Linked DNA regions of Mus musculus: all the other regions are linked to region 7. The links are chromatin contacts, called in public HiChIP or PLAC-seq and promoter capture Hi-C maps. All regions are on one chromosome and are shown on one strand. Each heading gives the region's core, a stretch centred on a gene start, on an enhancer-like site or on the middle of the called end of the contact. The rest is flanking DNA. Distances are from core to core; before and after follow the strand shown. Region 1 holds the start of Mfhas1 (malignant fibrous histiocytoma amplified sequence 1). Region 2 has its middle 15 kb from the start of Gm45301. Region 3 overlaps Prag1 (PEAK1 related kinase activating pseudokinase 1). Region 4 holds the start of Eri1 (exoribonuclease 1). Region 5 overlaps Mfhas1 (malignant fibrous histiocytoma amplified sequence 1). Region 6 holds the start of Cldn23 (claudin 23). Region 7 holds the start of Leprotl1 (leptin receptor overlapping transcript-like 1).

Region 1 (2,876 bases), core at 163-2,662, 1.4 Mb after region 7:
TCACACTTTAAACCCTCTTGCTTCATTCAGTCCCTCAGGTGCTGCAGTGACAGGCCTGCAGGAACATGCGTAGCTTCAGGGGCTCTTGTACAGGCTTTTCCCAAGCTTGCTCAGTATGAACTTTGCTCCCAGAAGTCACCTTGCCTCTTGCCTCACATGCTGGAAACCCTGGGTTCAAACTCTAGAACTGAGGAAAAAAATCACTCTAGCCATAGGGATCTTTCAGGACTTTGCAAGTAGAGGATTGTTCCTTGCAGGCAAACTCACCTCCTTTATAGCCGGGGTGATAAGGGGCATGCCTAAAAGCTGACAGGTCCCAGGCACTACTCAGCTCTCTTAAGCAGATAAACAAAATGATCGATTATCTAATGACAAATGGAGAAGAGTTTTCTGAAGACAGTTACAATGGAAGGATAGCTTGTTTGCTTGCAAATTGAGTCTAATTTGTGTTGCCCTTATTATCGTGGTATGGAGCCAACTGCTGGAGCTTTGGCAAGCTATCAGTGACCACACCCTCGATGAAAGTGACTGTCCTTTTCAACCAGTTGTTGCCTGTCGGTGTTCCTCAGATAAAGTGATTAAGCAACTGGAAAGGAGTGGTAGAGGTGATCTCTGCGGTCTTGACAGGTTTCACGGCTTTGATAAATTCGGAGATTACTTGAGTATAGATATGATCTCAAACCAACTTCCTCTCAATGGAAACAAGCCCACACTGAACCCTGCAATAGCGAAAATGTGTCTGATAATACGGTCATTTCTTTGAATCCACAGAATACGGGGAATGTCGGATTCAAGATGTAGCATGTTGCATTCGGCTGTGGCGCTAAATGGGATAGTACAGACTTAAGACATCTTGCATGGCCTCCAACCCCCAGCCACCCACAACAGGCCTGAGATGTGCTGGCTCAAACCAGGGGAGCTGAAAACTAGGCTTCGGTTGACCTAGTACAAATAGTCCCCAATAACTAACTTATCAAATGGATTAAAAGGTTCTTTGCTTTTCCCCCATCTGCCTTTTATAACTACCCTCTTGTTCTAAGCTCCTTGGACACCCAGGTCCTTAAATTCTGCCGGCTCTATAGAGGTGTGGATGTATGGCGCATGGGAAGGATGAGCAAGAAAGCCAGCTAAATCCTATGCTTAGGGATGAATAAGAAATCCTTAGAGGCCAGGACCAACAAAGAACCTGATGCAGGAGAAACCAACCCGGAGACCCCGGAGTCCCACATCAGCTTTGAGGACCGCATCTGGTGCGCCTGGCGCAGGGCGAAGTCCACGTCGCCGGCCCCACTGTAGCTGGACCCCCCAAACCCCAAAGCCTGCGCTTACTTGCAACTCCCGCCCCAGGGGCGGTGCCGGGAACAAGCGGCGCCTCCGCCGGTCACGTGGGGGCCGCTCCACCGGGCGGCGCTGTAGCTTCCCGATCGCGCTCTCCAAGCGCCGGGGACGCGGCGCTCGCGCTCCCGCCCGAGCCGCGGGGAAACGGAGACAAGGAGACGCCTTCACCTCCGGCTCCCCGGCCCTGCGCCCGCAGCATGCCCGCCGCGGAGCCGAGCGCCGCCCTCCTCCTGCAGCTCGCGGAGGTGACGCCGCCGGCCTCCGGACCGCCGCTGCGAGGGTAGCGGGGCTGGAGTCGGCTACCGAGGCTCGGCGAGGCGGGCGGAGCTGGAGGAGGAGCAGGCATCCTCCGCGGCGCGGCGGGCGGCGGCCCTGCTGCCCGGCGCGCCCATGGCCCAGGAGCACGGAGAATGCGAGCCGCGCTGCGCGGCCGCAGCCCAGCTCCGAGCCGCTTGCCCGGAGCCCCTCAAACCTGCCTGCGTCGCTGCCGCCCGCCACCGGCTGCGCTAGGACCCACGGCCGCCGGCCGCGCAGGGGTGGTGGCCCGGGAGCAGCGGGAGCTAGAGGGCCCGGGGGCTGGGCGCCCGCCGGAGTCCAGCGCGGCATGCAGCTGCGGGCTCCGGTACCGGCGTGAGGGTTGTCGGCGCGGGGCCCCGCCATGGCTGGCCAGGACAGTGGCAACCTGAAGACGGTGAGGCTGTGGCGGGACGCCGCCCTGAGAGCCAGGAAGCTGCGGAGCAACCTGCGCCAGCTCACGCTCAGCTGCCCAGGGGCCGGAGGCGACCCACTGGAGTCCCCCGACGCCCCCCAGCTGGTGCTGCCGGCCAACATCGGGGACATTGAGGTGCTGAACCTGGGGAACAACGGCCTCGAGGATGTGCCTGAAGGTCTGGGGTCAGCTCTGGGCAGCCTTCGCGTCTTGGTCTTGCGCAGGAACCGTTTTGCCCGGCTGCCCCCTGCGGTGGCGGAGCTAGGCCACCACCTTACCGAACTGGACGTCAGCCACAACCGGTTGACCATCCTGGGAGCCGAGGTGGTGAGCGCCCTGAGGGAGCTGCGCAAACTCAACCTGAGCCACAACCAGTTGCCAGCCCTGCCTGCCCAGCTGGGTGCCCTCGCCCACCTGGAGGAGCTGGATGTCAGCTTCAACCGGCTGGCGCATCTGCCAGATTCCTTCTCCTGCCTCAACCACCTTCGGACCCTTGACGTGGACCACAACCAGCTCACCGCCTTTCCCCAGCAGCTGCTGCAGCTGGCTGCCCTGGAGGAGCTCGACGTCTCCAGCAACCGGCTGCGAGGCCTACCTGAGGATATCAGTGCCCTGCGTGCCCTCAAGATCCTCTGGCTTAGCGGGGCCGAGCTTGGCACGCTGCCCAGAGGCTTCTGCGAGCTGGCCAGTTTGGAGAGCCTCATGTTAGATAACAACGGGCTCCAGGCTCTGCCCGACGAGTTCAGCCGTCTGCAGAGGCTCAAAATGCTCAACCTCTCTTCCAACCTCTTCGAGGAGTTCCCTGCTGCGCTGCTGCCCCTGGCTGGTC
Region 2 (2,874 bases), core at 233-2,732, 1.2 Mb after region 7:
TCCGTCATACTAGGAGGATCTTTATTAGTGCCGAGGGAACTTGCAAGGTCTGGAAGAATCCCTTAGAGATCAAAAAGGAACCATGCCAGCAAAGTAGCCTTGAACTTGCAGCATCTGCTCCTGTTTGAGACTGAGGGATGACGAGGAGGAATAATACCTTCATTAGGTTCAGTGCTGGGGTGGGTGAGAAATCACTCCTTCCAGGGGGCTCACTTCCAGAGCCCCCGATTCATTTGCCTTGGTCAGACAGCTTGGTCTTTTTTAGACATGATAAGATTTTTTTTCTGATCTTATTAATAAATACCATTTTATTAGAAATTATTTTATTAATTTTAAGCTGGCATAAAAATCCATAGGTTTATTGTGGCATCTTCATCCATGTTTGTCATTAGACTTTACTCTCATTTCTTCTTTCCCCCCACTGACCTTCCCAAACTCCCGCCCATCTTTCAGTTCATTCTCTTCTGTCCAACTTTTCTTCCTGCTGTCGTGATAGACAGTCACTCAAAGCAGCTGGTGGAGGACAGGGTTCATTTGGTATACTCGTCTCAATCACTAGCTATAACTGAGGGAGACTAGGACAAGGACTCAGGCACGGGTGCAGTTAGGAACTATGGTGTAACACTGCTGCCTTTGGGTTGCTCAGCTTGCTTTCTTATAGAACCCAGAGGCACCTGTCCCAAGGTAGCAGTGCCCACAGAAGGCTGAGTCCTCTCACAACAATCATTAAATTAAAAAATGGCCCCACAGACACACCCACGGGCCAACCTGACGGTTGGCGATTCTTCAGCTGAGGCTTCCTCTTCCCAGGTCATTTTTGTTTGCGTCAAGCTGACAAAGTCTAACCAGCACTTCCTTCCTCTAGTTGGTCCCGCCCCCTTCTGATGCTCATCCCTTGCATTCCATTGCACTATCCCTTAAAATCCCATCGTACTCTAATTTTTAATAAATTACCAATCACCATTGGTCACTTAGTTATTGACCCCCATGCTGACATACCAACCCAAAGGCCTTTGCATCAACTTTAGAAACCAGCTCTGCACATTTGCAGCATACCCATATTAATGGGAATCCTGCAGGGTCTTTTCTTCAACCATCTATGACCTACTGCATTGAGCCATCATAACTTATATTTGTTTATGAGAGAGTGAGAGGAGGGAGGAGAGAGAAGAAAGGGAGGAGAGAGTAAGAGAGGAGAGAGAAAAAGAGAGAAGAGGGGAGAGGGGGAAAGATGGGGAAAGGAGGAGGGGGAGAGGAAGAGAGGAAGAGGAGGGGAGGGAAGGAGAGGGAGGAAAGGGAAAAGGAGAGGAGAAAAGACACTTTGATACAAAAAGCAAAGGAAACATTTTCGAGCAAAGACTCCCGGCACCAGTTGCTTCTCTGCACTGGAATGGCATCATTTCCTCAAAGGCTCTCTACTCAGGAAGTTCTCTGTCCCTCCTCACCAGCACAACGATGATGAAAGTGACTGTGCTGTGCTGACAGTGGCTGGGGCAAGAGAAAGTGACCAAAGCACTGGAACTGCTGAGCTCTGGCAGAGCCCATTTCCCCAGACAGAGAATACAGACATGCTGCACCACCCATTGTAACCTCAGTGCTGACCAGCAGAGAACACAACCCAGAATACCTGATACTCTTCCGATTGCATGTAGCAACGGAATACTTTCTTAAACCAATTATTTATTTATTTATTTTTATCAAAAAAAAATCTTTTCCATGAAACACATTTTTTGATCATGCTTTCCCCTCACCCAACTCCTTCCAGATCCTCTCACCTGCTCCCCACACACCCCACTCTCATCTTCCTTCTCTTTAGAAAAACTAGCAGGCAAAATTATACAAACAGCAACAACAGCAGGAAAAAAAAAGCCATAAAAAGCACAGAGATACACACACAAACAAAAATGAGCAAACCAGAAAAGGAACTGCCTGCCACACTTTGGGAGAAGGGACTGAAGCTCAAAGGAAGAATGCCGGGTTCAATCTCTGGTACCACAAAAAGGAGACACATTGCCTGACACGGGCATCACAGGAGACAAAGTGGCACACATTCCCCTCCCGAAGGCTCTTCCCAAGCTTTTTGTGTTCTAGAAACACAAGTGTGGGAACCCCCTCCTTAGAACGTAAGAATGGCCCCACTCCTGCTCCATGGGCTCCTCAATGCAGTTAGTGGGACACCCTCCCGCTGCTCCCTGGGCTCAGGAATGCAGCTGAAGAGTGTCCTAAAAAAGCAGACAAAAGCGAATTGAGCAAAACCTCTGCAGGAGAAAGCTGACTGACTCTGTACCATGCAAACACACTCTGGTTATGTTTCGACTGTAATAGCAAGGAATATTATCATCTCCTTTCTTAAGAATATTTCACAGAATCACGGTTGAACATCTTCTAGCTGTATGTATGTGGCTTTCATTTTACATTCACAAATTAAATTGCTTGGCAAGGCAGTTTCTGTATCATACTAATAACATTACATAAAAATAAAATTCTGGGTGCTTTGATGCGTATAGACAGAAAAGGCTATGCTGTATCAAGAAAAGAAACTATTTAGAATCCACCAATGGTTATTTTAATTCCCCCCCCCCTCCCAGATTATGCACACTTCACACTGTTTTGTACATGAGACTCAGCTGGGGATAGTTGGCATTTCAGTTTTAGAAATGAAACCATTACTGTGCACGCATTGTTGGTTCACACGCAGCTGGAAGGAATGATGGAGAGAGATTCCACTTATGTGCCACATTCTTACATTTGCTGCCAGCAATAGCTGCCAGAACCGTCACGCAAAGTCATAACCAAGATGGTGCCATTAACCCAGGTAGATAGAAAGTATTCTCACTGCAAACATCTGTAGGTCTTCAGCCTCCCTCACTTCCC
Region 3 (2,913 bases), core at 46-2,545, 2.0 Mb after region 7:
AACATCTTCACCAAGCAGCACGAATGGGGAGATAATCAAAAGCTCAAGGCCAACGTCAGTTAGGTAGCTTTTAGAGCTAGCTTGGAATACTCAAGACCCTGGTGTTTTGTTTTTTAATGCACCAAAGACAGTAACAGATTCTTTTTACATTTGTTACCAGCCTAATTGCTAATTTTTTGAGGAAAAAGACTATACAATGTATTGAAATGCAGGCTATTTTAAGACTATTGCATTTTGTAGATAAGAGAAAGTTTCCCTCCTTCAATCAAGAGTTGCCTGGCATTTCAGCCTCCGGCATGTTTTGCCACCAAGGATAATTCTGTCTTAAGGAGAGGGTGTCTTCTCCCAGATGCCAGGGAGATATTGAAACAGAGGCAGATAAACTGAATCAAGATATTTACTCTGTGTTCCAGCATGCCCTGCCTATGACTTAGCCCTGCAACCAGGGTCTGGTTTGGGTGTAGAAAAAAGCTTGTTTTACATGAAACAATTAAAATAATCTAACCAGGTTTATGCAGATATGGCCAGCCAGGTGATTCCCACAGTTCCATGTGAGTTCCAGAGAGAGGGGCTGCCTGAAGACTGGAATGTGGGGCAGGGGGTTGTAAGTAAGGGGAGCCAGTGCACACCTAAGGGTGGAAGGCTTGAAGGAGAAAGGAAAGCATTCCTCTCTGCCTGGACAGGGAGAAAGGAAGGAAGTGCTGGGCACTTTGGTGACCAGGAGAAGATGAATTTCATTTGAAAAATGAATCTATAAGGGGAAGGGGTAGTATATTGACCAAAATGGTGTACCTCTTTGTATAGGTGTGTGTGTATGTGTGTGTGTGTGTGTGTGTGTGTGTGTAGGTGGGGAGGGTTGTATTGTGAGGGTGTGGTTAGATGGAGATGGGGAGTGCATTGTGCAGACCAGGGGTCAGTACTGGGAACCTTCCTCTATTACTTTATTATTATTATTATTATTACTACTACTATTATTATTAATTATTATTACTTCGAGTCAGAGTTTCTTACTGAACCTGGGGCCTAGCTGCATTAGTTACATGTCTGTTGTTATGTTAAAACACCATGACCAAGGCAACCTAGAGAAAAAAGGGATTTATTTTAGCTTACGGTCCCATAAGGGTAGAGTCCATAGTGGCTGGTTTGGAAGCATGGGGCAGCGGGCCACAGGCGTGATGGCAGGAGTGGGCAGTGGAGGACTCTTATCTCGAAGCACAAGCATGCAGCAGAGAAAGCTAACTGGAAATGGCCTGCCTCCAGTGACATACTTCTGCAAACAAGGCCACACCTTCTAAACCTTTCCAAACCGCTTCACCCTCTGAGGATCAAGTGTTTATCTACGTTAGCGGGTCAGGGGGCATCTCTCAATAGAAGCACTGGCTTAACCATTCGCCTAGATCAGTGGTTCTCAACCTTCCTAAGGCTGCAATCCGTTAATACATTACTTAGTTTATATATTACTCCTTATGTTGTGGTGACCCCCCCACCATAAAACTATTAGGTTGCTAATTCATAACTATAATTTTGCTGCCGTCATGAATCATAATGTAAATATCTGATATGCCCCGAGGGGGGTTGTGACCTACAGAGAAAACCACTGAGTTAGGTGGTCTTCAAGCTCTGGAATCCACCTGCTTCCATTTGCCACTGCCCAGCATGGGGTTATAGACATATACCAGCCTACCCGACTTCTACCCTCTGGTGTTTTCTAATGTGTTTGTAGATATTAGAGGAGAATATTTCAAAATGAGCATGCCAAAGAAAGCCTGTGATTTGTTCTTCTGTCCCGTGCAAGTGACAGAAATATGGCAAGCAAGATAAAGAATCCCTGTGGGCACTCGGTGTAGGAGTCTGCATTCAGCTGTCGCAATGATAACATTGTTCTAGAAAGAGTCTGAGCCAGAATTGCAAGACGTTCTAACGTAACGACGTGGCTTGTGTTCTCCCTAAAATAGCTTGAGAAATATTTTCCTACCATTTGCAGGTTTGTCGAAGCACAGGGGTTATGCCGATCCCATTCATGGTTGCATCCTCCAGCAACACCCAGCACAGAGCAGGCAACGTGTGTGTGTGTGTGTGTGTGTGTGTGTGTGTGTTGTCAGGGATCTTAGAAATGCTACTGCAGATAGACAGCAAGGAGAATGTGTTGCAATTAACTCGGACATCTGAAAGAAACTCCAAAAGGGGTGTTTCTATCTACCAAGCAAATCTGAATGACTTAATTAATTTTCAGAGAGGGGGGGGCCTTAGTACTAGAAAGTAAGTAGAGAAACGTAATGTATTTTTAGAGCCGGCCAAAAAAGACAATTGGTGATTAAAGGCGCGGGTCAGAGGCAGAGCCGTCCCTGCTTTCCTGTGCTCCCTCAGGAAGTGCATTTTATAGAAAAGTCAGAGAGGAACTAAGGGAAGCGGAGCTGGGAGCTGGGGACTCACAGCAGTAGAAGAACGCACTCTGGACCACAGCTGGAGCTCCATGCTACCTGAAGTCACTGGCTGGCTTGAAGTCACTGGCCGGCCTGTCCCGGGGCTTGCCAGGCCACCCTGATGAGGATCACATCTCCGGCTGGGGGTTAGCATGGTAAGAGCTGTGTGTTCACTGGTCATTGAGGCATTAGCCGATGGCTCGAATCTGAAGCCAATGCTGAGTGGTTTTGAAAGGTGCGCAGAAATGTTTAAGAGGCTTCTACTTCTGGGACAGGAATGTTAGTCTTTTATAAGTTCTCTCATTAGGTCTTTGACATGTTATCACTAAACTTAAAGGGAGATGTGATCTATTCTAGCCATTTGGTGGTGTGTTTGTCAAAATTAAAGGAGTTTGCTTCAAACGCCAATACAGGGCTTATTTGTCTTTTCAAATGTGTAGCTACGGAGGCAGGAAGCTCTTGGCTAAGTGTGTAGGAAGTAAACTAAATC
Region 4 (2,722 bases), core at 205-2,704, 1.3 Mb after region 7:
AGTATATTCAACTTCTCTTAGAAAACGCTCTGCAAATTAAAATTAGCTTTCGAACCGACTTAGATGATATTGTCAACAACGTATGTTAAAATGAAAGGGGCATCTTTCCAGAGAGGGCAGATGGAAGCGTCTTCAGCCTTCCAAAGTACCTACCAACAAAGGGAATAATCTGGAAAGATCCAGAGAAGCATGCTCCGGACAAGAGGAGCACAAGATCCTTACGTTACAAAACACTCCACGATAAAAGAACACAAGGAAGCCAGAGTGGACGAAGATGTGTATATGAACTGAGCAGAGGGGCAAACTGAAGAAGGCACGGAATGCGCAGCGCAACCTCGGCACAGACTGTCAAAAGGAAACTCTAGAGGCCTGATAGACAGCTTAACCATGAAGAACAAACTCTGCTCTTCCCCAAGACCCATACCTCCTTTCCTGGTCTTCAGAGGCACCTGCGCACACACACACATTTTAAAAAATAATATTTAAAAGGCTATTCTGGCTACTACACGAAGGTGTAAATGGAAAGAATAAAGGCATTGGGACGCCTCTATGGAATACCCACCTTCTGACATTTTGGTTTTTGAGCCTAGCCTTTCACACCCAAGCCATCTATCTCTCTACCCTGCCAATGAATGAATAACCTGGGTGTCAGTACTCAACTCCTCTTACGAAAAAGCGACAGAATTTAGCATCTCGCTCACAACCCGCGGCGCTAGCCAACACTAATTCATCAAGATGAAAAACAGAAGTCCGGGGATCATCTCCTGATCTTGCCCATGCCGTGAGGAAGTAGCAAATCACTTAGAAAGCCGGTCGTGGCAGGGTTCTGGGCGAGACAGTAGGGGACGGGGAAAGACCGGGGGAGGGTCCTCTCGGGAACAGATGCACCTCGGGGTGCAGAGGGCAGTGGGCCGTCTGGGGCTGGGAAGACACGGGCTGTCCGAGCACCCCGAAAGGCTTGCCGCCGCATCTGGCGGGGAGGGTGGGCGCTGGAGAGAACCCAGCCAATCAGCGCCACGGGGCTGATGGAACGGCAGTGCGCCCGCGCGCGCCGAATGTTTACGCGGAATTCTCACTCGGAACTTCCCGCCTGACCTCCTCCCTCTCGAGGCCGACGATGCTCGCCCCGACTAGGACGGAGCAGGGGAGCGAGCGAGGCCGCCCCGCACGCGCGCGCGAGCTCCCGACCTCACCTCCACGCTCAGCGGCCGGGACTCCTCACACTCCGGCCGCGGCGTCTTCTGCTGCGCCGCGTCGCCGCCACGCTCCCGGCCCCGCTCGTCCTCCATGCCGCCTCTCGCGGGCCGCGAGACGGCCGCGGACGCTCACTGTCGGTCCACCGAGACCCGCGGGAAGCCGCCTCGCTCTCTCCCTTGAAAAACTACCGCGCTTCACGTTCCCGCGGCGGCCGCCACACAAACTCCGCCGGACGCCTCCTACTTCCGGGAGCGTGTGGCGTTGTCACGCCGCGCAGGCGCAGTGGGCGGGTCCCCTCCTTTTTCTCCCCGCGCGCGCGCGGTAGGACGGCGGCGGGAGAGAGCCCGGGAGGCGAGCGATTTGGGGAAGTGGGCGTGGGTAGCCCGCAGGTTCGAAAATGGTGCTGCGCCGGTTGCCTGGGATGCGCGCGTGAAGCTGCCCTAATTAGTGTTTGCTGCAAGTTCTAAGGTCTTTCCTCCCAGTAACTCAAAATCTATTTACTTTTTTTCCCCCACTGTAGCAGAAGCTGCTTTGACAACGACCAGTGTAGTCTATGTATGCCCTTCTGCAGATGCGTTCCTAGGGTCTAGATTCCACAACGCTGAAATCTACAGGATTGCATCCTTTCCAATGCTGTTTGGCATTTGGGGACGTTTTTAAAAATCATTTTCATTCGTCTCCACCCCCCCCCCTTGTGTTTATGGGTGTTTTACCTGCGAGCATGTCTGCACCGCGTGTGTGCAGTACCCCAGGGAGGCTGAAGAGAGCGTTGTCCCTGGGATTGGAGTTAGAACCCAACATGGGAGTTGCCATGTGGGTGTTTTTGAGAGGCGAAGGAAGAAACTACCATTCCAACTTAAGTGTCTGGGCAAGATGAACTTTACTCTTTATCAAGCGGGTATGCTCGAAGAGTGAATACATACAAGTCAGGAAGTGTGTTTGGTGATTATTTTAACTTAGGGTGTGGCCTGTGTGTGTCTCTTCCTCCTGATTTGAGGTCCCGTTGTTTCACAGCCTGATTTGATTGGCTAGTCTGAAAAGAATTGGTGCACAGGAAGTGGAGGATGGGGAAAGGGGCCATTGGAATAAAGGAGCAGTTCTTTGAGTAAACAGTAGTTTTTCTGGATCTGAAGGATCGAAACATTTTCATTAAAAGTCTCACAAGGTGGAGGAAGATAAAAAGATTTCAATTCTTTGTCTTAAACCCAAGTTTTATAGTATCCATAGAAAAGACTTGTGGTGGTTTAAATATGCTTGGCCCAGGGAGTGGCACTATTAGTAGATGTGGCCTTGTTGGAGGAAGTCTGTCACTGTGGGCATGAGCTTTAAGACCCTCATTCATGCTGGCTGCCTGAAAGTCAGTCTTCTCCTGTTTGCATTTGGAGCAAGATGTTGAACTCTCAGCTTCTCCTGTACCATGCCTGCCTGGATGGTGCCATGCTCCCACTTTGATGATAATGGACTGAACCTCTGAACCTATAAGCCAGCCCCAATTAAACGCTATCCTTCTAAGAGTTGCCTTGGT
Region 5 (3,068 bases), core at 487-2,986, 1.5 Mb after region 7:
CCCACCCACTCAACTGCAAAGAACAGAAAAAGCTAGCCTCTCCCTCGGAGTCCATAGCTAGGTTCAAGGTTGGTTCCTAGAACTCTTAATACTCCCCAGTGGCGTTCAGCCCATGGAGACAGAGTCCCCTCCCACCTTTTCATCACACCTCCCTGCTTGCTAGTCACTGGACATGGTGGTAGAATGATAGCTGTTCTGTCTCCACCCATGACCACTGAGGCTGAGGGGTGCGTTCCTAGAGGCCAGACGAGGTGACGAATCTCTGAAAACCCGAATCTTGGAACAACTTGAGATAATCTGAGTTCAGTTCTAAATCTTGCAGCTGTTCTCCTGCTATGCACCCCCCCGCCCCCCCCCCCTGTCTCCCTGACCCCGGGAACAGCGTGCATGATTTTGCAGAGCCCTCTGTGAACCTCTCCATCTGATTGGTAGCCTTCCTGAAAGGAGCATCCTCTTTCAGGGCTCCATCCCTCATTGGCTGTTTATTCATGCAGAGCCACTTGGAGGAAGTCTGCAGCCAAGGTCCTAGTAGAACCATTGTTTTGAAACCTCTAGGAGGTTAAACACTTAAAAACAAACTCTACAAATTGCTCTCCAGTGTCCTCCTGGTTAGGGCCAAACAGCACGTGTTGCAGTAGAGACACATTCTCTGAAGACTGTAAAGGACTGTGTTTACATCCGCCTCCTCCGTGTGTTGACAGGAAACATGTCAAACTGACTGTTCCCCACAAGAAAAGTGTGTCAGCTCTTCTTACTCTGTCACCTGTATTCTAAAATATTGACTCCTAGAATGTCACAGCACAGGCAGTTGCCACGAATCTTTAAGAGGAAGGAATACAAGCAGGCGACTGCACTTCTTGAGGCGTTACAAATAAGATTCGTGTTGAATCTGTTCAGTTGACTTCCCTGCCCCCCGGAGCCCGTTATGTGGAGGCAATTTCTCAGAAATCAGAATCTAGTAGGGATTGTCTCTCTCTCTCTCTCTATGTTTTGAATACTTGAACATGACAAGTCCAGTTTAAAATGTCTTTTTCCTTTTAGGACACAGTTGCAGGATGGGTAAGAATCTGGTTGATCTCTTCTGTCATAGGTCTCATGTGTATGTGTGCAAGTGTAAACCAGAGGGTTAGCATTCCCCTTCCTTTGTAGACCACTGAATTATTGGGCAATAGTTTATTTTGTTGTTATTGGCTTTTTGTTTTTGTTTTTGTTTTTTTTTAAATTGGCACCAAACAGTTCTGAAACTGTCAAGTCAGCAAAGTTCAATGTCCGCTATGATTTTGGGTTTACTTCCCAGAGGGCCATGTCAAATCAGAAGAAGGCTCCTTGGGAGAGCATACCCTGCCCATGGATGCTCTTTTCATAAACACAGATGCCCATGTTCTGAATATCTGTTACTTTCTGACAAGTGATGTTGTGTGTTGTCATCTGAACCCTAGAGAAGCATCGTAGATGAGGGAACCTTGGCGGTCATGTATCGTGGCTAGGGTGGGCACGATCAGAGGGTCACGTGCCCGAGAAAGCTCCAGCAAAGCGTGAGAACTTGCCTCAGTGTGGGGGGGAAGGGCTGAGATACAGAAGCCACCTTGCCCCAGAAGAATTTCAGCGGCGGCTGTATGAGAAATTCTGTTTCCTTATTTCACACCTGGGAAGACTCAGCAGCCAGCAGCTGAGGGGCCATCCACTAAGCACAAGAGGAATTCGTTCTACCCAAGGAGCCCCGTGCCTCTCAAATGCGCTCCGAGTTTGTTATGGTTTCTATTCTTACAACTAACGGTATCAAAACCACTTCCTGGGATTGTACAAGTGCTGCCAGAATAAATGTTTCCCCCTTCTAAGGAAAAAAAAACAAAACAAAACAAGACAAAAAATCCGACAGTGCTCATGTTTGACGTGTGCGCTGGACTCTTTTGAATGAATAAAGAGGAAGGGCTTGTTGGGATTCCAGTGGAGTGTGTGTTTTTCATGCTGCAGTCTGTGAATTGTAATTGTGGTTTCCCAGTTCATTGTCCTAACGGGGCAGAAGTTAAAAAACAAAACAAAAACAAAACAAAACAAAAAAAACAATAAAAACACAATGAAATGGTTAAGCCGTGGTAGCTCCAGCATTTCATTATTTCCGGGTTGGTTTGGTTATTGGTTTAGTTTTACCAGTTAAAAGGAGTGGCAATTTTGTGTTCTTAGCTCAAATTTGAGCTACAGGAAGAAGAGTCTGCTGCTCTCATCTGTTTGAGTCCCCAAAGGGGAAAAAAGCTGTAAGAGCCACTGTTTTAGTTATTTTTCACTCCACTTACTTTATTTGTGAATGTGGGGGTGGGGTGGGGAGTGCCACAATACGCATGTGGAAGTCAGAGGTCAACCGTGGAAAGCTGGTTTGCTCAATTCGCCATCTAGCTCCTAGGGATGAGATTTAGGGGGGCAAGCTTGGGCCTGCCAGGTGCCTTCACCTACTGAGTCATCTCCCTGGCCTACGTCTCTCCCAAAACTCTCTTCTCTGTTTCGGAAGCATTGGCTCTGTCTTTTGGGACTGGGAGCTGAACCCAGGGCCTTGCATATGCCAGGCAAGTGCCCCACTACTCAACCACAGCCCGAGCCCAGTACCATCTGTCTGTTAAGTCAGATTTCTTCCCCAATGAGCCATTGTGCGTCTAAATTGGAGCTTACTGATGTGTGATGGCTTTGGAAGTTCCCACTCCCTGGGCTTCCTTTTTAAGGCTCAGCACAGGAATCCTGCCGAAGCTTGTAAATTCTGTCTAGGAACACTCCAGAAGGCTGGAATTACAGGTCCCTGAGGGACCTCTCAGAAGCTCCGTTCCTCTGTCTGTCTGCTTGCTTGTTTGTTTTAAAGGAAGATAAGACTTGAAAAGGAGCCGGGCAGTTGTGGCGCATGCCTTTAATCCCAGCACTCGGGAGGCAGAGACAGGTGGATTTTTGAGTTCGAGGCCAGCCTGGTCTACAGAGTGAGTTCCAGGACAGCCAGGGCTACACAGAAGAACCTTGTCTTGAAAAACAAAACAACAACAACAACACAAAAGACATGGAAAGGAAAATGCAGGCAAACCAGACAT
Region 6 (2,790 bases), core at 228-2,727, 1.7 Mb after region 7:
AGCAAAAAACCTCGAGAATGATGTTTGTGAAGGCTCACGGTAACTTAGAATACTGTACGTTCAGGGACGTTTTAAAGCCTGTTGGCTGATTGCAATTTTGTTGCTACTGCGATGAACAGTATGCAAAGAAAACACTACGCACTCTTGTCACTGCATAAGAAGACCTGGTCCCTCTGGAGAGAAAAGTAAAACTCCTTAAAAGATAAATGAACCCAACCTAGTATTTGGAGAGGAGTTTGGCCCTAGAAAAGGAAGGCTTGCCCTCCAGTTAGAGGAAGGCGACCAGGGTTCTAGTTGCAGATGTACTGGCAGAAGTTCAAGTCACCCTCAGACTCCAGGCAGAGCTCAGGTGAACCCTGTCTACAGGTCGGAGTCACAGGGCAGCGAATTTTGGCAGGGCCGAGTGCTGCGAGAGGAGGAACCACCTTGGGAGGTGGCTGTCTTCTTTTCTTCTCCCTCAAGCACATCCATCGGGTTGGTGTAGGACTTGGGTGGCGGTCGTGGCATCGGGAATCCAACCTTGAGCTTGCTGGTGTCCCTGTGCTCTGCGGTGGGAGGAGGCCGATGCTGTCCGTCGCTGTAGTACTTGATGGCAGGTGTGAGCGCTGGTTCCGGCCAGTCCACGTAGACGGTGCTGATGCTGCTGCGGCGCGGGCCTGCTGGGGGCGCCTTGCGACAGCGGCGACAACGCTCTTCACACCAGGGCGCAAAGCTGAGCGCCAGAGAGAAGCCGCCCAGAAGCAGCAGGCAGCTGCCTAGGTAGCCCAGCACCAGGCTGTAGCTGACCTGCACCGTGACCGGCGAGCTCGGGGCGGCCAGGACGTCGGGATCTGACAAGAAGTGGTTATACCAGGAGACCGGGATGAGGCTGAAGAGGCCAGCGACGAAAAACACCACGCCAGAGAGGCCCGCTAGCCCGTAGTGGGGCTCATCTTGCCAACAGCGCACACCGAGGGAAGCCAGCAGCAGCCCTAGGGCGGTAGTGGCCAGTGACGTGATCATGAGTCCCCGGGCCACCTGCACAGGCTGGGTCTGGAAGTAGTTCCACTCGTCGGGCTGGCCGCACTCGCGTTCGCGACTGCTCTGCTCGCGACATATGTCCCACAGCCCCTGGTACAGCACCACGTCCACTGGCTGGTCCAGAAAGCCCTTCACCAGCCGCCAGCCCGGGGCCAGTGTACTGACAAGATTAAGCAGCAACCCGCAGGGCGTGAGCACCATGCCCAGCGTCATCACCACCGGCGTCCGCATCCTGCGTAGCCTCTTGGGTCCCTAGCAGCTGTGGCTGCTCCGCTGCGCACCCTGTCCTCGAATCTGCGAGGTTGCCGGGCTGGGTAGCAGCGATGCTCGCTGCGCTCTCTGGGCGCTCTTTGTCTCTCGCGCGGAACTGTCCCCACTGAGCCTCTCACACCAAGTCCCCTCCTCTCTCGCGTCCCAACCGCTCCGCCCTCTCGCCCAGCCGCTGTCCCTAATCGAAACCAGCTCCGAGTCCGGTCAGACCGAAACCGCGCGCCCAGGTGCGGCCCCCAAGGCCAAACCCTACCGGGTGGGAGGGGCGGGAGCGCCAGGGCCACTTGGCAAGGAGGCGACCTCGGACTCTGAGGACCCGGACACCCCACCCTAGCCCAGCCGCTCCTCCTAGCCCGGCCACTCCTCCCAGCCCGCCCGGATGGTTTAGGGCTCGAGCAAAGGTCGCCCCGCCCTCGCTCTCTCGCACTGCCTGCGCGCTTGTAGGCGGGACAAAGGGGGCGGGCCGCTAGTGTCGTCTCACCTGTCGCCTAGCTACACCTTCCCCTCTTCCCTTTCCTTCTCAGGTCCGGTCAGAAAGCAAAGCGTCCCTACACTGCCTCCAATTCTCCCCAACTCTGCCCGTGGGCCCTGCCAACACAAGTCTCTTTTCACTCCCAGCTGGTGACCAGCATCCCTCGAAAGTTTTGCGCTGCCATCTGCAGCCACGTAGGGCACAGTGGTGCGCTCAGGATGCACGGGACCTGTGTGCACCACGGTTTCCAGGCTCAGGGTGTATCCAAACAGTTGCATTATGGAAACTTTGCTAGACTTGCTTAATAAAGTCTCCACGCTCTGCCTGAAGTTTAACTCATATGAAAGGGAGAGTATTTCTGGGTTGAAGAGTTGCGAAAGAGTTTTCTCTTCAGTCTTGTAAAGTCCTGCAGTGACTTATGTGTGTGTGTTGGGGGGTGGGGGTGGCACCCTTCTCAGAGGAGAATGAGGGAAGGAACTAAATGGGGGTACTGGGAGGAGAAGGGGAGCTGTTTGGGATGTAAAGTGAATACATTTAAAAATTAATAACAAACCGTTTTTTTTTCAAGTGGATAAGAGGCTGACTCGATTTTCCCGTTCAGAACTTGGCGGGCCTATGATGTATTGGAGAAACCCAGAGGTTCTGCGAGGATGGAATATAATTGGTTATTATCCAAAGAATGTCAATTAGCTTTTTTTATTTTCATGGAAAAGGGCAAATTTGTAACCAATGAAATATAATTAGAAGGAGCACGATATTCACCTTGATTGGTTAAAAACGACAGCTTGAAAATCTGCATCGGCAAAGGCAGGAGCCAGTGATCCCTGATGTCACTGGTTTAGTGTGCAGCCTTTAATTAGCCAATTTGACAGAATACAATGTTTACAATCCACGTGCTTAGGTTTCTTTTTTAAAAGGTTTTTATAATGAGCGTATAATTACCCACAATAACGTAATATGTTTTGCTCATTGAATACCACCTACTTTGGCACTGCCTGTCAAACTCATCTTAACATTCCTGTTGGTCT
Region 7 (2,991 bases), core at 315-2,814:
GTCATCACAGATAAAAGCTGACACACGTAAACAAACTGCTCCACAATGCTCCCCAAACCAGTAACGTCTCTCCAGTCTTATGACACTGGCAGCTAGGTGGCTTATTTTATATCAACGGTGTCTTAAGTGACACACCAGTAAGGTAAGGATTCATACAGTAATTGACTGATGCAACACTCGGAAAATGAAACAGAGAGGAGTGTGGTTTCTACTTCCAAAGCCTCTGGGCCAGGGATGGAACAGCCCAATTACCTAGCAAAAATTCTCTAAAGATGGACTACAAAGACAGAGGTGAAGGGGTCAAGTTCCCCGGCCTGGGAGTTAGCAGAAAATATAATGTATCACAGAGTAGCAGGCAACTGGCTCAAGAAATATGTAATGGTCTTTACAGCAATACTCCTTACTTAAGGGCAATCTAAAGGCCAACAGGAAGAAATATCTTGATAAGCAACCTGTAACTTTAAAAGGCACTGAAATCTTTAAAAAGTAAAATTACCCCCCCCCCCAGTCACTGTCACCAGGATTAACATTATCCAGATTTGGAGAACCATAAAAACTGTTTTCTTTTTTTAAAGAGTCCCTCATTAATGACACCGCAGGTGGGTAGAGAAACGCAGGCAACATCCTAAAAAGAACAGCACTTTACAGTAACTTCCATCCACGTTAGAACTTGAAAGGGTCTATTATAGCTCAAAAAGAGATCCGAAAGTGTCCTAGTTGCTCAGATGACAAGGTTCTATACGAGAAATAACATCTTTTTTTTTTTTAGGCACCGAAAATAAACAAGACACCAGAAAAAACGTGAACCAGGGAAAAAGCTCAGCCAAAGTCGCCCTTACCAGCGAGGTGGAAGCACCACTATCCAACTGTTTTTACTTCCAACTAGGTTATCTCTTCTACAAAGCAGGTCAGGAAATCAAAGTGATCCGCTGATAAGTAAATACAAAACTTTGCTTCTAACCCCAGGGGCAAGACTACTACTGAGCCAAGTTCCCTGTCTTCAAAGAATGCAACATCCCGTTCTCTCTGAAGAAAACACACCAATAGACAAGTAACCTTTCATCAAGGTGTTCGTTACCTTTCTTCTTAAAAAAAAAAAAAAATCACAACTACAAAGTGTCAACGTGCACTTGTGGGGGAAAGGAAGCCAGGAGCACTCTGGGTTAGCATCCGGGCTCTACTGCACCTTAAAAACACCAAAGATGCATTCGATTTAAGAGGCAGGGAAAGCCTGTGCACCGCGATCCCGGGAGCGGATGCAGAGCCCGGGTTTGGGAGACGGGCGCGTTCGTGCCTCGGGTGGGAAACCACACTGGTTTGCCGTGCCGGGCATTCCTCCCGATCGCAGCCCTCAATGTCTCTGGGTGCAAACTCGCGCAGACCGCGTCGGTGGCCGGGTTGCCCCGTTCTGGTCCAGGGGCGGAGCGCCACCGCCGGAGGAGCCCGGCTGGGTCGTCCCCACGCCGCCCCGCCCCATCCCTACGGCCCCGGCCCCGCGGCCCAGGCCCACCTTTGATGCCCGCCATGGCGGTGACGTCGCTCCTGGCTCCACGACCCGGGCGGTGGCCGGGAGACCCGAGACGCGCGGCGGCGGCGGCGGCCAGACAACACCCGGAAGTGCACCCCGCTGCACTTCCGCCGGCGGCTCGCGCGGGGGCGTGGGGGCGCGCGAGGCCGGGCCGGGCCGGGCCGGCGTCCTTCCTTCCGCGGCTGAGGGGGGCCAGCTGGGGACGTGCGGGGCAGCTCCGGCCCGGAGTCCCCGCGGTCTCGAGAAGAGAGCGTGCGGAGCTCGTGAAGATGCGGGCGATGTCTTTGCGGGATCGCCTCACTTTCTGCCCCGCGAGCCCATTTCTCCTCCCACCACCCAGTCTGTGACACGTGAGATGGGTGGTCTCTGCTTCTCTCCTTGGGTTCCTAACACAGATCCCATGAGGTCCCCTCCACCCCCGCAGGGAGTCAACGAGTCATAATGTGAACATAAAGATGCTTCCTCTTGGGAGTCGGAGAGCTTTTCAGTCTTGGTGACAAAAAGGATGGGGAAGTGGGGGGGGGGGCGCCCCGCAGAGATCCTATATATTTATGTAAGCTTCCCACATAGCATATGCTGGGGAACCGGGTAGGCGTTGGGATGAACAAAACCAGGTGTAGTTTCTGCCCTCGGGTTGTTTGCAGACTAGAAAGAGAAAATACTCAAAAGAGAACAAAAGTGCGACGAAGATAATGGATAGCAAGAGGGATCCATCTGCACTCCAAAATATACCACTGGGGCGGCGGAAAGATGACTGTAGCTGAAATCAATTTTAAAAAAGAGAGAGACATAGAAGGGGAATTGGCTGCGCTCCTTTTCTGTACAAAATCAGACCGATTTAAGTTTCTCCTTGTAAAGGTAGCCGGAACTTCCTTTCCTGTGTTACATGAGAAGATATTTGCAACACAAAATTTCCCATGTGTAAATATTTTCATTTCTGAGGAAGAGACAGATGTCTCTGTAAGCAGCCGCAATTGGAGTTTGTAGAAATGTTACAGAAATAGCCTTTATCTCCCTTAGTTTTCCCCTGAAAGCCCAAATTTCTTCCATTTAGTTGCTTTCCCACAGCGTATTGCCTTTTGTTAAAATGCCTTATGGGCTCCCAGACCTAGCCGGTTGTGTTTTCCTTTATTCGGAACCTTGCTAAGCCTGTAAAATACAGCCTGTAAAATACACTCTCCCCTTTAATAGGCCTTACAGCTGCTAATATGTAGGTCTCCTCTGTTGAATCTAAGAAGGCAGAGACAACCTCTATCCTAGAAATATCTAGGAAATAGAAGACATGGGAAATAGTCCTTTGGTTTGATCTGACAGGACTCTTTTAATGGAAAGACAAAGTTGGGTTGTTTGTGTGTGTGTGTGTGTGTGTTGGGGGGCAGATGGAACATGCTCTTTGCTAATAAATGGAACGGGAATTTGGAAAGCTGGAGAGAGGAGAAGCCAATGGGTTGGTCACGGTTGTA

The links. Promoter capture Hi-C pulls out the DNA fragments that hold promoters and counts their contacts. HiChIP or PLAC-seq counts read pairs in DNA pulled down with a chosen protein or histone mark.
Region 1: a contact with region 7 is called in an H3K27ac HiChIP or PLAC-seq map of regulatory T cell precursor, with 7 times the contacts expected there. The contact joins the promoter of Mfhas1 here to the promoter of Leprotl1 in region 7. A contact is called at or near these places in 6 of 39 promoter capture datasets (the 3T3-L1 cell line, cranial neural crest, hippocampal neurons and 2 more), 1 of 484 Hi-C or Micro-C datasets (uterus), 7 of 115 datasets of contacts at active chromatin or transcription factors (astrocytes, cardiomyocytes, differentiating embryonic stem cells and 4 more) and 2 of 9 other capture datasets (adipose tissue and liver).
Region 2: an H3K4me3 HiChIP or PLAC-seq map of bone marrow-derived macrophages shows a contact between it and region 7, with 6 times the contacts expected there. The contact joins the enhancer-like site here to the promoter of Leprotl1 in region 7. A contact is called at or near these places in 3 of 39 promoter capture datasets (embryonic stem cells, hippocampal neurons and liver), 1 of 484 Hi-C or Micro-C datasets (bone marrow-derived macrophages), 9 of 115 datasets of contacts at active chromatin or transcription factors (bone marrow-derived macrophages, differentiating embryonic stem cells, double positive thymocytes and 4 more) and 1 of 9 other capture datasets (liver).
Region 3: an H3K4me3 HiChIP or PLAC-seq map of the 230-238 cell line shows a contact between it and region 7, with 9 times the contacts expected there. The contact joins the enhancer-like site here to the promoter of Leprotl1 in region 7. A contact is called at or near these places in 4 of 39 promoter capture datasets (the C10 cell line, hippocampal neurons, liver and 1 more), 1 of 484 Hi-C or Micro-C datasets (B cells), 3 of 115 datasets of contacts at active chromatin or transcription factors (the 230-238 cell line, bone marrow-derived macrophages and microglia) and 2 of 9 other capture datasets (adipose tissue and liver).
Region 4: a contact with region 7 is called in an H3K27ac HiChIP or PLAC-seq map of regulatory T cell precursor, with 13 times the contacts expected there. The contact joins the promoter of Eri1 here to the promoter of Leprotl1 in region 7. A contact is called at or near these places in 12 of 39 promoter capture datasets (the C10 cell line, HPC-7-derived erythroid cells, cranial neural crest and 8 more), 1 of 484 Hi-C or Micro-C datasets (erythroblasts), 14 of 115 datasets of contacts at active chromatin or transcription factors (the 230-238 cell line, Th17 cells, double positive thymocytes and 11 more) and 2 of 9 other capture datasets (adipose tissue and liver).
Region 5: an H3K27ac HiChIP or PLAC-seq map of double positive thymocytes shows a contact between it and region 7, with 8 times the contacts expected there. The contact joins the enhancer-like site here to the promoter of Leprotl1 in region 7. A contact is called at or near these places in 1 of 39 promoter capture datasets (the C10 cell line), 1 of 484 Hi-C or Micro-C datasets (CD4 T cells), 3 of 115 datasets of contacts at active chromatin or transcription factors (astrocytes, double positive thymocytes and regulatory T cell precursor) and 1 of 9 other capture datasets (adipose tissue).
Region 6: a promoter capture Hi-C map of hippocampal neurons shows a contact between it and region 7, with 3 times the contacts expected there. The contact joins the promoter of Cldn23 here to the promoter of Leprotl1 in region 7. A contact is called at or near these places in 3 of 39 promoter capture datasets (cranial neural crest, hippocampal neurons and liver) and 2 of 115 datasets of contacts at active chromatin or transcription factors (astrocytes and embryonic hindbrain).

The regions. Positions count from the first base shown.
Region 1 is chr8:35,586,377-35,589,252 of GRCm38.p6, forward strand. It overlaps Mfhas1 (malignant fibrous histiocytoma amplified sequence 1), which reads left to right and starts at 1,413. Exons shown (of 3, transcript NM_001081279.2): 1 at 1,413-2,876. The coding sequence starts at 1,997. Gm16793 (predicted gene, 16793) reads right to left here and starts at 2,644. Exons shown (of 3, transcript NR_040376.1): 1 at 2,462-2,644.
Region 2 is chr8:35,392,824-35,395,697 of GRCm38.p6, forward strand. No RefSeq gene overlaps it. Among named protein-coding and RNA genes, the nearest start is that of Gm45301, 15 kb to the right of the region's middle. Within about 2 kb of position 1,483, at least 43 of the 459 cell types and tissues checked have an H3K27ac peak or open chromatin away from gene starts, as enhancers often do. A contact at or near this core is called in bone marrow-derived macrophages, where this site is marked.
Region 3 is chr8:36,119,541-36,122,453 of GRCm38.p6, forward strand. The region is part of intron 3 of Prag1 (PEAK1 related kinase activating pseudokinase 1); the gene reads left to right. Among named protein-coding and RNA genes, the nearest start is that of Prag1, 26 kb to the left of the region's middle. Within about 2 kb of position 1,296, at least 38 of the 459 cell types and tissues checked have an H3K27ac peak or open chromatin away from gene starts, as enhancers often do. A contact at or near this core is called in the 230-238 cell line, B cells, adipose tissue and 2 more, where this site is marked.
Region 4 is chr8:35,494,079-35,496,800 of GRCm38.p6, forward strand. Eri1 (exoribonuclease 1) reads right to left here and starts at 1,455. Exons shown (of 7, transcript NM_026067.3): 1 at 1,194-1,455. The coding sequence starts at 1,289. It overlaps Gm51568 (a long non-coding RNA gene), which reads left to right and starts at 1,448. Exons shown (of 2, transcript XR_003947532.1): 1 at 1,448-2,722.
Region 5 is chr8:35,677,360-35,680,427 of GRCm38.p6, forward strand. Mfhas1 (malignant fibrous histiocytoma amplified sequence 1) reads left to right here. Exons shown (of 3, transcript NM_001081279.2): 3 at 1-2,090. Among named protein-coding and RNA genes, the nearest start is that of 1700015I17Rik, 41 kb to the right of the region's middle. Within about 2 kb of position 1,737, at least 53 of the 459 cell types and tissues checked have an H3K27ac peak or open chromatin away from gene starts, as enhancers often do. A contact at or near this core is called in double positive thymocytes and regulatory T cell precursor, where this site is marked.
Region 6 is chr8:35,825,082-35,827,871 of GRCm38.p6, forward strand. Cldn23 (claudin 23) reads right to left here and starts at 1,478. Exons shown (of 1, transcript NM_027998.4): 1 at 1-1,478. The coding sequence starts at 1,251. The coding sequence ends at 361.
Region 7 is chr8:34,145,175-34,148,165 of GRCm38.p6, forward strand. Leprotl1 (leptin receptor overlapping transcript-like 1) reads right to left here and starts at 1,565. Exons shown (of 4, transcript NM_026609.2): 1 at 1,511-1,565. The coding sequence starts at 1,526.